Regions from separate parts of the Mus musculus genome. Here region 1 is linked to region 2. A link is a contact called in public promoter capture Hi-C data. All regions are on one chromosome and are shown on one strand. Each heading gives the region's core, a stretch centred on a gene start, on an enhancer-like site or on the middle of the called end of the contact. The rest is flanking DNA. Distances are from core to core; before and after follow the strand shown. Region 1 holds the start of Pcolce2 (procollagen C-endopeptidase enhancer 2). Region 2 holds the start of Trpc1 (transient receptor potential cation channel, subfamily C, member 1).

Region 1 (5,535 bases), core at 2,894-5,393, 110 kb before region 2:
CAAATCCCAGCAACCACATGGTGGCTCATAACCACCTGTAATGAGGTCTGCCGCCCTCTTCTGGTGTGTCTGAAGTCAGCTACAGTGTACTTACATATAATAAATAAATCTTTAAAAAAAATTAAACCTTGTCTCAAGTTAAAAGAAAAAAAGATAATCAGGAGGCACTCATACCATTCTTGGAGTTAATTGTGTGGGAAAAGCCTCTTATTTTCTTAAAGCAGGCTCCACATACTTATGGCAGATATTGAAACATTCTGGTGGGCTTTATCTTAAAATATGAAACTAAGGATTAGAATATTAAATTTGGTTTGCATTTTCACAAAATGTCTGTTATATTTCAGACCAGCGCTAATTCTCATCACGCACAAGGACAGGATCAGTTTGAACTTTTTTGGTGTGTGTGTGTGTGTGTGTGTGTGTGTGTGTGTGTGTGTGTGTGTGTTATGTTGTTTATATGTACATGCACACTTCCATGTATGGCCAGATGTTGACACCAGGATGTCTTCCTCAATAACACGCTGCCTACTTTTTTGAGGCAGAGTCTCTCTCTCTCCCTCACTGAACCTGGAGTTCCCGGTCTCAGAATGGCTGGCTAGGGAGCCCCCTGGATCTACCTGACTTCCCTTCTGTCCTCGCAGCTTTTACGTGGGTGGTGGGGATTTGAACTCAGATTCTCCCTTGACTCCTTAGTCGTCTTCCCAGCCCCAGCATAAACTTTTAAAACACAACTTTCCTGATGAAACCGCATTTTACACGACAAGTCTTCTCTTTGCTTTGTGACTCTCACTGCTGCTGTCTGTATCTGGAGCGGTCCCCAAGGGCCTGAGTGCCGAGACCCTCAGCCCACTGTGCTATTGTCAAAGGGAGGGGTCCTGTGGGTGGTAACTGAGGGTCTACCCCTCTCTAAGCAGGTAGATGGATCCTGGTCCCTTCTTGGCTCTTGTTCTCTTTCCTCCCTCTGTAAGGCCAACAGTTTGGCTCCCCTCAGGCTCCTGCTGTGATATTCTGCCTCTGGCTGGAAGCAACCCTGCCAGCCAGTCACAGATTGAACAAAATGGTAAGATTTTTACCTTCTTTTCTCTTTGTAACTTGATTGTTGCAGGTGTGTGTGTGTGTGTGTGTGTGTGTGTGTGTGTGTGTGTGTGTGTATGTTCATGGGGTGTAAAAAAAAGTCAAGAGACTCACTTTTGAAAAAGCACCATAGGGGTCTATCTGTCTCACAGGTTTCTGTTAATAGATAATACTTTGGTATTGAAAAGCATTCCCTTGAGCTTGCAGTGTGGCTCCGAGGTAAAGCTCACGTTTAGCATGTCTTGGGACCCTGAGTCCAATCCAAAGGGAGAGAAGGGAGACAAAAGTCATCGTAGTTTGGAGACTTTTCATCAGCCACCTCCTTTGGCTTCTTTCAGTTGTTCTTGAAGTAGCCTAAGTTCAGTCGCCGTATAAAGCTCCCCACCGTCTCCTTTTGGTCAATATCTTTTAATGCTGGATCTTTTATGGGCTAATGCTGTCTCGTGAGTGATTGTGTTGAATTTACGGTGCATTCTAAGATGTCTACAAGGTTGGTAAATGAACCAGAGATGAAGCAACAGACACAATGGCCCACTTGATGCCAATACCCTACAGAGCCCATGCTACGCTTGCAAGTGGTCAGTTCACGGGTGATTTTGTTCATGTTCCCATGACTCTTTGCACAGCCAGGCAAGGGTAACTCATCCTTTGAGAAGGAGGACTCCTGGCCCCTCCACTCCGCTATCCTTCAGATGACCTACCCACAAGACTGTTGTCTCTCAGCAGCTCCCTTTAGCTACTACTGCCTGCTGTCCTGTAGCTTCTTACCCCAACTCTGCTTCATAAAACACCAGAAACCGATCTCACGCATGTGACGTGTACACACTCCTTCAGAGGTCCCTTGAGTCTATCTCAAATTTAACACATTAAACATCTCAGGACATTTACGGTTTATAATTTTGGTCAGAACTGTAGTTCCAGGTCAAATATGTGTTTTTAAAGAGCAAACAACATGGTTCTTAATAAACTTTTAAAATCACATGGTAAGATCAATGTCTTTCTTATGAGTGTCAGCAACAACAGACTGACCCATGTTAGAACCTTTTACTTTCCAGTGAGGAAACAAACACAGGCATTGATCTGTAAATTAAGAAAAGAAAACACTGCTGCATAATTACACTCAAGCAGTTTTCTATTTATTCATGGTTAATACTGTTTTATATTTTAAAATCCTACAGGGGAAGTATTTTCAGGCATGAAAACTCCAGAGTATTACTAGGCAAAAAAAAAAAAAAAAAAAAAAAAAAAAAAAGAGCAATGTTTTCACCATATAACTCCAAACTGTGACTTTGTAATAAACTAACTACAAACTCTTGAGTTTTCTGATAGCTCATTCTGGAAATGTGTATAAACTAAACAACTTATTTTCTTCTTGGCTCTTCTAAAGACATTTTTACTTAGTTGTGGGTGTAAGTTTCAGAATATAATATCTGCTGCCAAGTCTGTAATTCCTTTTACAAAACTGTCGTACAGGGTGTGGTACATTTAGGGATTTTTTTTTTAAAGTTGTAATTCCTGGTAAGGTTCTTGCCCCCCACCAACTTTAAAAAATGAAAACAAAACAGAACAGAAAACCCAATGCTGGGACTAGGGAGGGCATAGAGAGATGGTGCAGCGCCCACGAGATGGGTCACAACTGTCTGGAACTCCAGTTCCAGGGGGATTTATCACCCTCTTCTGGTCTTTGTGTACACTGAACACACACACACACACACACACACACACACACACACACACACACACACACACACGCACGCACACACACAGAGTGCATAGATATATACATGTAGGCAAAACACCTATTAAAACTTGTTTTAAATGCTAAGGCAATCTAAACTCTGAAGAGGACTCTGGTTCCTAGACAGGTCCTTGGGTTTTCCAGTTTTGTTTTGTTTGTTTGTTTGTTTGTTTGTTTGTTTGCTTGTTTCTGAAACAGGGTTTCTCTGTGTAGCCTTTGCTGTCCTGGAACTCACTCTGTAGACCAGCCTGGCTTTTAACTCAAAGACCTGCCTGCCTTTGCCTTCCAAGTACTGGGATTAAAGGCGTGCACCACCACCGACTGGTAGGTTTTCCGACTTTTAGGTTATTGCCTGTAGTCATTGTTATTTGCTTGCCGGAGTGTTAAGTTCTTAAGATTACAAGTTCATTATTAGAAATTAAATCTTTAAAATATTTGTGTGTGTGCCCAAAAAAGCCAGATGAGGGTAATAAGTCCCAGGGAGTTGACTGATATGGGGTGCTGGAAATGAACTTGGGTCCTCTGAAAGAACCACAGGCAAGTCCTCTTATTCTCTGCGCTATCGGGCCCTGGAGTTAGGGTATTGACAAGTCTTGCCTTGCCTTGTTTTTGTTTCTTTGTTTGTTTTCTTTTATCTTTTTCTTCTTCTTATAAAGGTGAATGTAATGCAAAAGGCGCGTCGTTAATGAAACCCTCAAGTTAAGTTGTAGCTCCCATGAGTCTCGAGTACATTCTGCTCTTGGTGGTCTTTTAGGACTCTCTGGTGACGTTAAAAAAAAAAGTATGAAATTTTTCTGAAGTTAAATAAAGCCTCGATGCTAGAACCGTTCTCGGGGATATAGTTTATAAATCTTAACTCATCAATAACGTTTCCTTTTCCGGCGTTCGGAAAACTTCAAAAAAAACAGAGGTGCCTGCAGAGAAACACCGTTTTCACAACCTAACGTGGGTGGTGAGATGAGAGGATCTGACATTTAACAACAATTCACTCACAAATCGCTTGCTTGCAAATGCATGTTGAAATCTGCCCACAAAATCATCTCTCTAGCCATTGTTACACTCCGGTGCACACAGGCTCAAGCGCGAGTGTATTTAAAGCGAGAGTTAAGGGCTGGAAGTCCACTATGGAAGGATCTCTTTACTTGCCCCTTGGGACTGCTATTCCAAGAACACAAAGGAGGAGCCGGGTTCCCCAGCAGTTTTACTTGAGAGCAGCTGGGGGCAACCCCCCACCCCGGAAAACCAAGGCTGGTCCTGGGTACCGCTGGCGGGGCTCCCTTCCCCCCTGCGGCCGCCCAGGGGACAGGCTGTGGCCCCTCCCGCTGGAGAACAAACGGGACATTCAGCCGCCGCCCGCGGCTGCCAGGGCGCGTCCCCTGGGGAAATTAGGCGTGGAGTCCGCCCGGATCGCCTTCAAAAACCGCCCTCCTGCCGGCCGCGGCGCACTCTGTACCTGGCTGCGGGCGCCCGGCGGGATGCTGCAGTGAGCTGCCGGCCATGGGGGGCGCGAGCGCCTGCATCCCGCTCTGCCTGCTTCTGGCCACCGCGCGGATGGCCCGGCCGCAGACGCCAGAGAGGTAACGTCCCCCGCCCTCCCTTCCCCGCGCCCGGGAACCCGCACAGCGCCACCGCGGACTGCGGTGCTCCCCCCCCCGAGCGCTGGCCCTACGGCTCCCGGGCCACCACGTGGCGCGGCTCGCCCTCCCTTGCCTTGCCTCCCAGCGGTTTGGGCGCCGGCGCTTTAGCGCTTGAATATGCTTGAATATGCGCCCTCCTCCGCCCCGCGCTTTTCCTCCCAGCTTGGCCAATCTAAGACTAACCTGGGGAGCCGGTCTTTAAGTGACTCCTCACTAACAGCCTAGTGCCTGGCCAGAGGCACCTACAGGATGGCTAACTCCCGCATCACCTCCAACCGCGGCTGCCTCCCCTTTTCCCGGGGCGCGCTGAGACACCCAAGTTTTCCAGAAAGGGGAAAAAACAAGGCCTGTCTCTAAATCTGGAGACAAACTTAATCTTTACCATGTCTTTTAAACCATGCAGCTCTGCCAGAGTGACTCTCAATACCTCTCCCACTCTCTCCCGTTAACTCATTCAATTTTTATATAACTTTTTGAGTGGGATATTTTACTATAGCTGCACGTATATGGTCTGTCTTAATGATGAATTTGGGCGAGTGCGTTATCGGGCTATAATTTAAATATTCTAAGAGATGGCAAGCATTCAGATCTTTTCTCTGGTGAAAGATTTTATTAAACAACATTCACTCGTTTATATCAGCACGTATGCCTTTTTGGAATTAACATTAGATTGTTAGGCTGCAGATCAATGTAAACGTTCTCTCTCTTATTTTCACAGACCTGTTTTCACATGTGGCGGCATTCTTACCGGAGAGTCTGGATTTATTGGCAGTGAAGGTTTTCCTGGAATGTACCCTCCGAATAGCAAATGTACTTGGAAAATCACAGTAAGCATTTATTTTAAAGGTGTTCTTCTGGACGTGGCTACTGGAAACAGTACACACGGATGCCATTTGCGTCTGGTGTCAGGATTTGGGTTAGTGGCAGATTCCAGAAAACGTGAAATGCTGGATTTACTTCACCTATCTGGGAGGTTTATTAAGAGACCTGGGGGATGTCCTGCAATAGCGATTAGAGAGGGCTCAAGATGATGGTTGAAGGAAGAAACCCTTCAAGCACGAGTTTCTGACAAAGTTTCTGACAACT
Region 2 (5,676 bases), core at 864-3,363:
TTAGGTGCTGACTACCAATATAAAACTTCTCAACCAAATACTCAGGTCTCTGCTTCTTAATTACCCAAACCGCTCTCCTCCCTAACCTCACACCCTTCAAATCTCCTCCAAAATAGGGAAAACAGAAAGTACCACTAAATATATTAAGGAAGGTGTTAATACAACAGTGGCATATATTCTCCAGGAAATGTTGCACATTTTGAAACCATCCTGAGCCCCGAGGCACACAAAGCTGCTACAGAAACCTAAAGCATCCTTCCTTATAATGCAGCAAGCCTCTCACGAAGGTGACAGAAGACAACTAGGAGGAACCAGGGGACACGGGGAATTCTGCCCTCCCCATCCTGGCTCTAAATCCATGATGAAATGTCAAGAAGGGATTGCCTTTTGGCCTGGCTAAGATTAAACATAATCATGTAAAAAAAAACAAAAACCTATCTCAAATGCTTTAAAAGGTTTAGGGAGATGTTGTTGACTTAAACCTCTATATGTGAACAAATCCAAAAACTTCTGTAACTAGTTTTCCCATAGTGTGAGCTGGCCTCTGGAAGTAGGCTTCAGAAGTCTGCATGGTTCCAACAACGTTTTCCCAAATAAACACTGCCTTTCAACATCCAACTGCTTAACTGAGGAATGAGAATGTTTCAGTACTTTTTTTGTTTTTCAGATAAGAGATAAAAGCAATCTGGGAGCAACCAAGTTCCATGCTTGTCTTTTAATGTGGCCAGAAAGTGATCAATTTTTAGATTCAAAACCAGTATATTCCACATTATTTCGCCTATATTTACTTTTTTTTTTTTTTTACTACCTTTGCCTCCCTCCAACTCTCTGAAGCAATAAATCTTTCTCCCTAATAAAAAATACCGACATTTAAAAGGGGTTCCAGAAATTTGGGGAAAGTTTCGGCAACTAGGGCAGGATTTTTCGTATTATTTGTGTTAAAGATAATGGGATACTACTCAACTGTAACAGGCTAAGGCACTGCTGGCTGATGCTAAACAGAAGTAAAAGTCTTTTTTAAAAATAACAACAACAACAACAACAACAAACCTACAAGGTGACAGCCCATAAATCGGAGAAGTCTTAAGGGAAATTCGTAGAATTTTCGGATTAGGTCCAAAACTAGCCTCTGGCTCCCAAAGGAAGAAGTAACTTCAAACTAGAGTTTATTAGTGACAGAAGTGGGGCAACTTTGGGATCAAGGCTCCCTCCTCGCCATGGAAACGTCCCACCTGCGCGAGTCCACCGCCCCCGCCCTACCTGCCTGCTGCTCAAGCTCAATTAGGCAGAAGTCCTGCGGGCTGCACAGAGGTGGGAATAGCCGCTGCACACAAGGAAAAGCACGAGTGCCAGGAGTTAAGTTGAGGCAGGGGCCGGACCCGGGGAGTGGGTGCTAGGGTGTCCGGAGGTGGAGAAGGGGGCCTAGCTCTCACCCTTGTCGCACGCCAGCAAGAAAAGCTTCTCATTCAAGGTGTTCTCCTCCTTCACCTCTCGCACATCCTTCAGCGCCATCACTTCGTTGGGCGACGAGGAGGATGGGGAGGAAGGCAGGGAGGAGGAGGAGACGCCCGAGAGGTCCGTGCTCGGGTACAGGGCCGCCATCATCGCGGCCCACGACGGGGGCAGGCCAGGAGACGGAGGCGGGGCCCCCATGGGCGCCGACCCCGACCCCGACCCCGAGCTGGAAAACGGGTGAGTCGTTCCCACGGCCACATCGGCGTGCGGCCCGTTGGCCCCGAAGGGCGTCGCCTCGCCCCGAAACCAGCACTCGCCCTCCACGGACAGCCCCAGGTTGGTGGCCGCGCTGGCGCGGCCCCGGGGCCAGCGCCCTCTGCCCAGCCGCCGGCGCCCCGGTCGAGCTGGTCCGCGCCCGTCCGGGGACGACAGAGTGGAGCGCGCCAGGGCGGCAGCCGAGCGCGGGGCCGTGCCAGGAGCCGCAGGGGCCGCACAGGGAGCGGCCCGGCCTGGGAGGGAGTGAGGGGGCCGCCGGCCGGAGAGCTCGGCGGTGCGCTTCGCAGCACGTCTGGCTCCGGGGCTGTGGGAACCGCTGGCCCAGCAGCACCCACAGGAGGCAGAGGTTCGCGGCTTTCTCCTCACGTCATCCTCAGCCCCGCGGAGGCGACGACACCGGGGCGGGGCTTAAGGCGAAGCCGGGCTAGGGGCGGGGCTTGTAGGGGCGGGGCTCCAGGGCTGACGCGCCTCTCTGGTCGGTCGCCTAGCATCTTGGGCGCGTCTGCAGCATCTTTGAGCACCTGAGGGCATGGGAACCGCTTGGTGGCGGATTTCAGGTAATTTTATCCGCTGCCTGTTTGTGCTGCTGCTGCTACTGCAGCACAGAAAAGGGCCAAGGAGCTTCTGAAGGATTAACGTTTACTTGAAATCCTGTACGGAATTGTCCTAAAGCCTGGCCAAAGCAACCTGATTATGGAGTTTGTGTTTACAGTTCCCTCGTTCCTAAAGGCGTTTTAAAAACAATCTTTGTGATTTAATATGGTCTAACATTCCTGATATTTCCAAAGTCACTATAAAAGTATTCGCATGTAAGTCAAAGGCGACCTATAACCGTTGCATAAGCACAGTTTAGGAGTTACTCGCCATACAAGTCCTTTTAGTGGATTCGTTATATTTATCCTATCTAATTTTAAGAGATTCGCTATTTAGACAACAATTGTCTGACGTCCAGCAAATGCGACTTGAAAACTGCATCTTTTCAATAATTTTTAATTGCTTCCTGCAGTCAACACTAGGGGGAAAATCTGAACTCTACGTTTAAGATTTAGATTTTTAAAGCAATGGATAAATGTACTTAAATTTGAGGGGAATACTGCCTCTCCTATTCAGGCTACTTTGTCCCATTAGTTTCTCTTTCAACATTTAACTTACTAATTCTTAAAAATCAATGTTCTCTTTAGATATTCTCTAAAAGTCTTTGATGTCGAAGTCATCTTTTCAAACGTTTTCTGTATTTGATGTAAATGATAATCTCAAGTTGCTCCAGTTTTTGTTTCTAAATGATCTCCCCGTTGTCGTGTAATGTTTAATACACTTCCAAGTTTATGAGTTTGGTGAAATTTCCAAGAGGCTCAAGGTGAAGCCAGTGGGAGAGAGGAGCGCCCATACATTTGTATATGCACCTCCTTTGTTGCTCAGCAAAATGTTTAGCCAGTAGTAGAAATCTAATCCTGCGCTATCTGAAATTTCAGTATTTGAAGTTAACTCAAATGACTCACAGCCATACACAGATTCTTTATCCAAAGAACTATGGGACTGGATTACTTTCTAAGACTGGAGGGAATTCCAACCCTCTTTGGTAGTAATCTTAAGAGACCTTCCAAAGCACTAGAGAGCCTACTTCAGGCAAGCTGATAATTATAATGCAGGCTTTTGGATTGTCTCCGATACAGACAAACTGCTCAGCGGGCATAAATTGGGACATTCTAACAATACCTACATACTTAGCACATGTGATATGTAGATCAGTATTGGAGTTATGATGAACAATGGTATTCAAAAAACTCAAAAGTGGCATATTACTCTAAGCAACTCCATCAAGTCACAGGCAAACAAAACAGAAACCAAAAGAGGAATCACAACTCCAGCCAGAGAGGGGAAAGAAACTCAGATTTAGATCTAGTCCTACAAGTAGGATGCTACTGATATTTTTCATGTTCTCCTCCCTTTACTCCCGAGGAGCACATCTGTCTCTTTTTCATGGCGCCCACTCGATTGCTTTTCCTCAGAGAGCCCTGACCTCGCTACCCAGAAAACCTCCCCCTCTGCTCTCAGTCAGTCTGCAGCAAATCTCCCCCCACTCCAATGGTCTCTCGGTTTCTTCCCTGCTTCATTTCTTGTTGTTGCTTTATTGGCTGGCCGTCTCTACTAGGATGTAAGTCAAAAGGCTGTTTCTACTTGTCTTAGCTGAGGTCCAAGAATCTAGTTGTGGTACTTGGACACTGGAGACAATAAATTAATGCTAATTATTTTATCCACTCAAATGATTTCATCACAAACTAAGTTTATAACAATCACGCAGTTTGTCTTTTTTTTTTTTTTAATCTTCATATGAGGGCTGGTGAGATGGCTTAGTGGATAAGAGTGCTGGTTGTTCAAACCTGAAGCCCTGAGTTCGATTCCCATGAAGGTGTAAGGAGAAAACTGACCCAACAAATTTGTTCTCTGATATCCACATGTAAGCATGCATGCCCATACACATGTATCATCCATACATACAATGATAATAAAAACACTAGAATTTTAGAATTAATTTTTTTCTCATATGAAAGAAAAAACACTAAAGAAACAGCTTTTGTGTTACTTCACATAGGAGTTGCAGTCTTTTGTGAGGAAATAAGCTTCTAACAGATCAGTATTGAAGGTTCTCTATTCTTTAAATGAAATAAACACAAATTCTACATACACAGCATTTTTATTAAATATATTTCGTGAGAAAAAGAACACCTTAAAGTGCTAAATTCCATGTAATTCAGATTGTTTTAGTAAATATGACAGCGGGAAAAATCAGAGAGGTTTGATTTAAATAATCTCAGGAAAGGAGCGGAAGCATTGTGTCTTCATATAAGAAAACAATCACCAAAATATAAAAGGCGAAGACATTTCATGTAGAAGAATATATTTCAGAATCCCACCTGTCAGTACTTCATTTATAAAAGTCTACCCTAAACACACAGACACTCTCCCTCCTGCTGTATGTTCTGATCAGTGGACAAGGAGGAGGCGGACAACCCATTCACACGGAGAGAGGTGACAGCACTTTCCTTGCATAGCACTATTGCTCACTGGCACTAAAGTGGAGGGCCGGGGAGCTCATTCCTGGCTTCAACTATGAGCAACAGAATTTCTCTACTGCTAAAACTTCTGGGGAAAAGAGGAACACAAACCTCAACTGTTTCCAGGAGACCATGAAAAACTACGACGGACATTAGCTTTTATATACACAGATCTCTACAGAAGCCATTTGGTGGGCATGTCCAGTGATGTAGGTTTCCCTGTAGCCTGAGAGTAGTAAGTGTGATGTGATTCTAGCAGGATAGGATTGGTGTCAGTTAGGACATTCTATCCAATGTTTGGCTGAAAAGTATTTGAAAGCAGTTAGGTGAAAAATAACGATATTCACATTCAGAATTAATATTTGCAAAACAGATCTCCACAGATCAGATTATCCACAATTGAAAAGTGTCACACACATTGTGGGGGCAAAATAAATACTTAACGGCTGGCTGACCACTTAATACATACCATTTTAGAAAAGGTGGGTAACTCAGATGACTTAGAGAAATACATATGTGTAACATCCTACCAACATATAGTATTATGCTTGATGGTGGAGACAAAGCTGTGTTATCAGACTAGCACATGTGATGCTGGAGACAAAGCTGTGTTATCAGACTAGCACATGTGAAGTAACAATGGAGCTACAAACAAACTGTAAGTAAAAATCTCCTACAGCTTAAACAAGAGAGTGAACGTGGGGGTTATTCAAGAGTTAGTTCTCGTATTAAAAAAGTTTAATGTTGATGGATTATATTTATCCCTTTAAATTTTTATGTCATATAGAAATTTACAGAAAATTTTAGATCACTTTACACAGCTAAAGGGAGAAAAACCAAAAGGATTAAGTGAGATTATGACTTTAGGTACATTTTTTTTTTAATCAAA

Evidence for each region. Capture Hi-C pulls out chosen DNA fragments and counts their contacts.
Region 1: a promoter capture Hi-C map of adipose tissue shows a contact between it and region 2. The contact joins the promoter of Pcolce2 here to the promoter of Trpc1 in region 2. A contact is called at or near these places in 20 of 39 promoter capture datasets (the 3T3-L1 cell line, 3T3-L1-derived adipocytes, the HPC-7 cell line and 12 more), 2 of 484 Hi-C or Micro-C datasets (both in embryonic stem cells) and 3 of 9 other capture datasets (adipose tissue, liver and pancreatic islet).

The regions. Positions count from the first base shown.
Region 1 is chr9:95,633,485-95,639,019 of GRCm38.p6, forward strand. Pcolce2 (procollagen C-endopeptidase enhancer 2) reads left to right here and starts at 4,144. Exons shown (of 9, transcript NM_029620.2): 1 at 4,144-4,389; 2 at 5,168-5,276. The coding sequence starts at 4,310.
Region 2 is chr9:95,748,235-95,753,910 of GRCm38.p6, forward strand. It overlaps Trpc1 (transient receptor potential cation channel, subfamily C, member 1), which reads right to left and starts at 2,114. Exons shown (of 13, transcript NM_011643.4): 1 at 1,434-2,114. The coding sequence starts at 1,605. It overlaps Pls1 (plastin 1 (I-isoform)), which reads right to left. Exons shown (of 16, transcript NM_001033210.3): 16 at 4,408-5,676.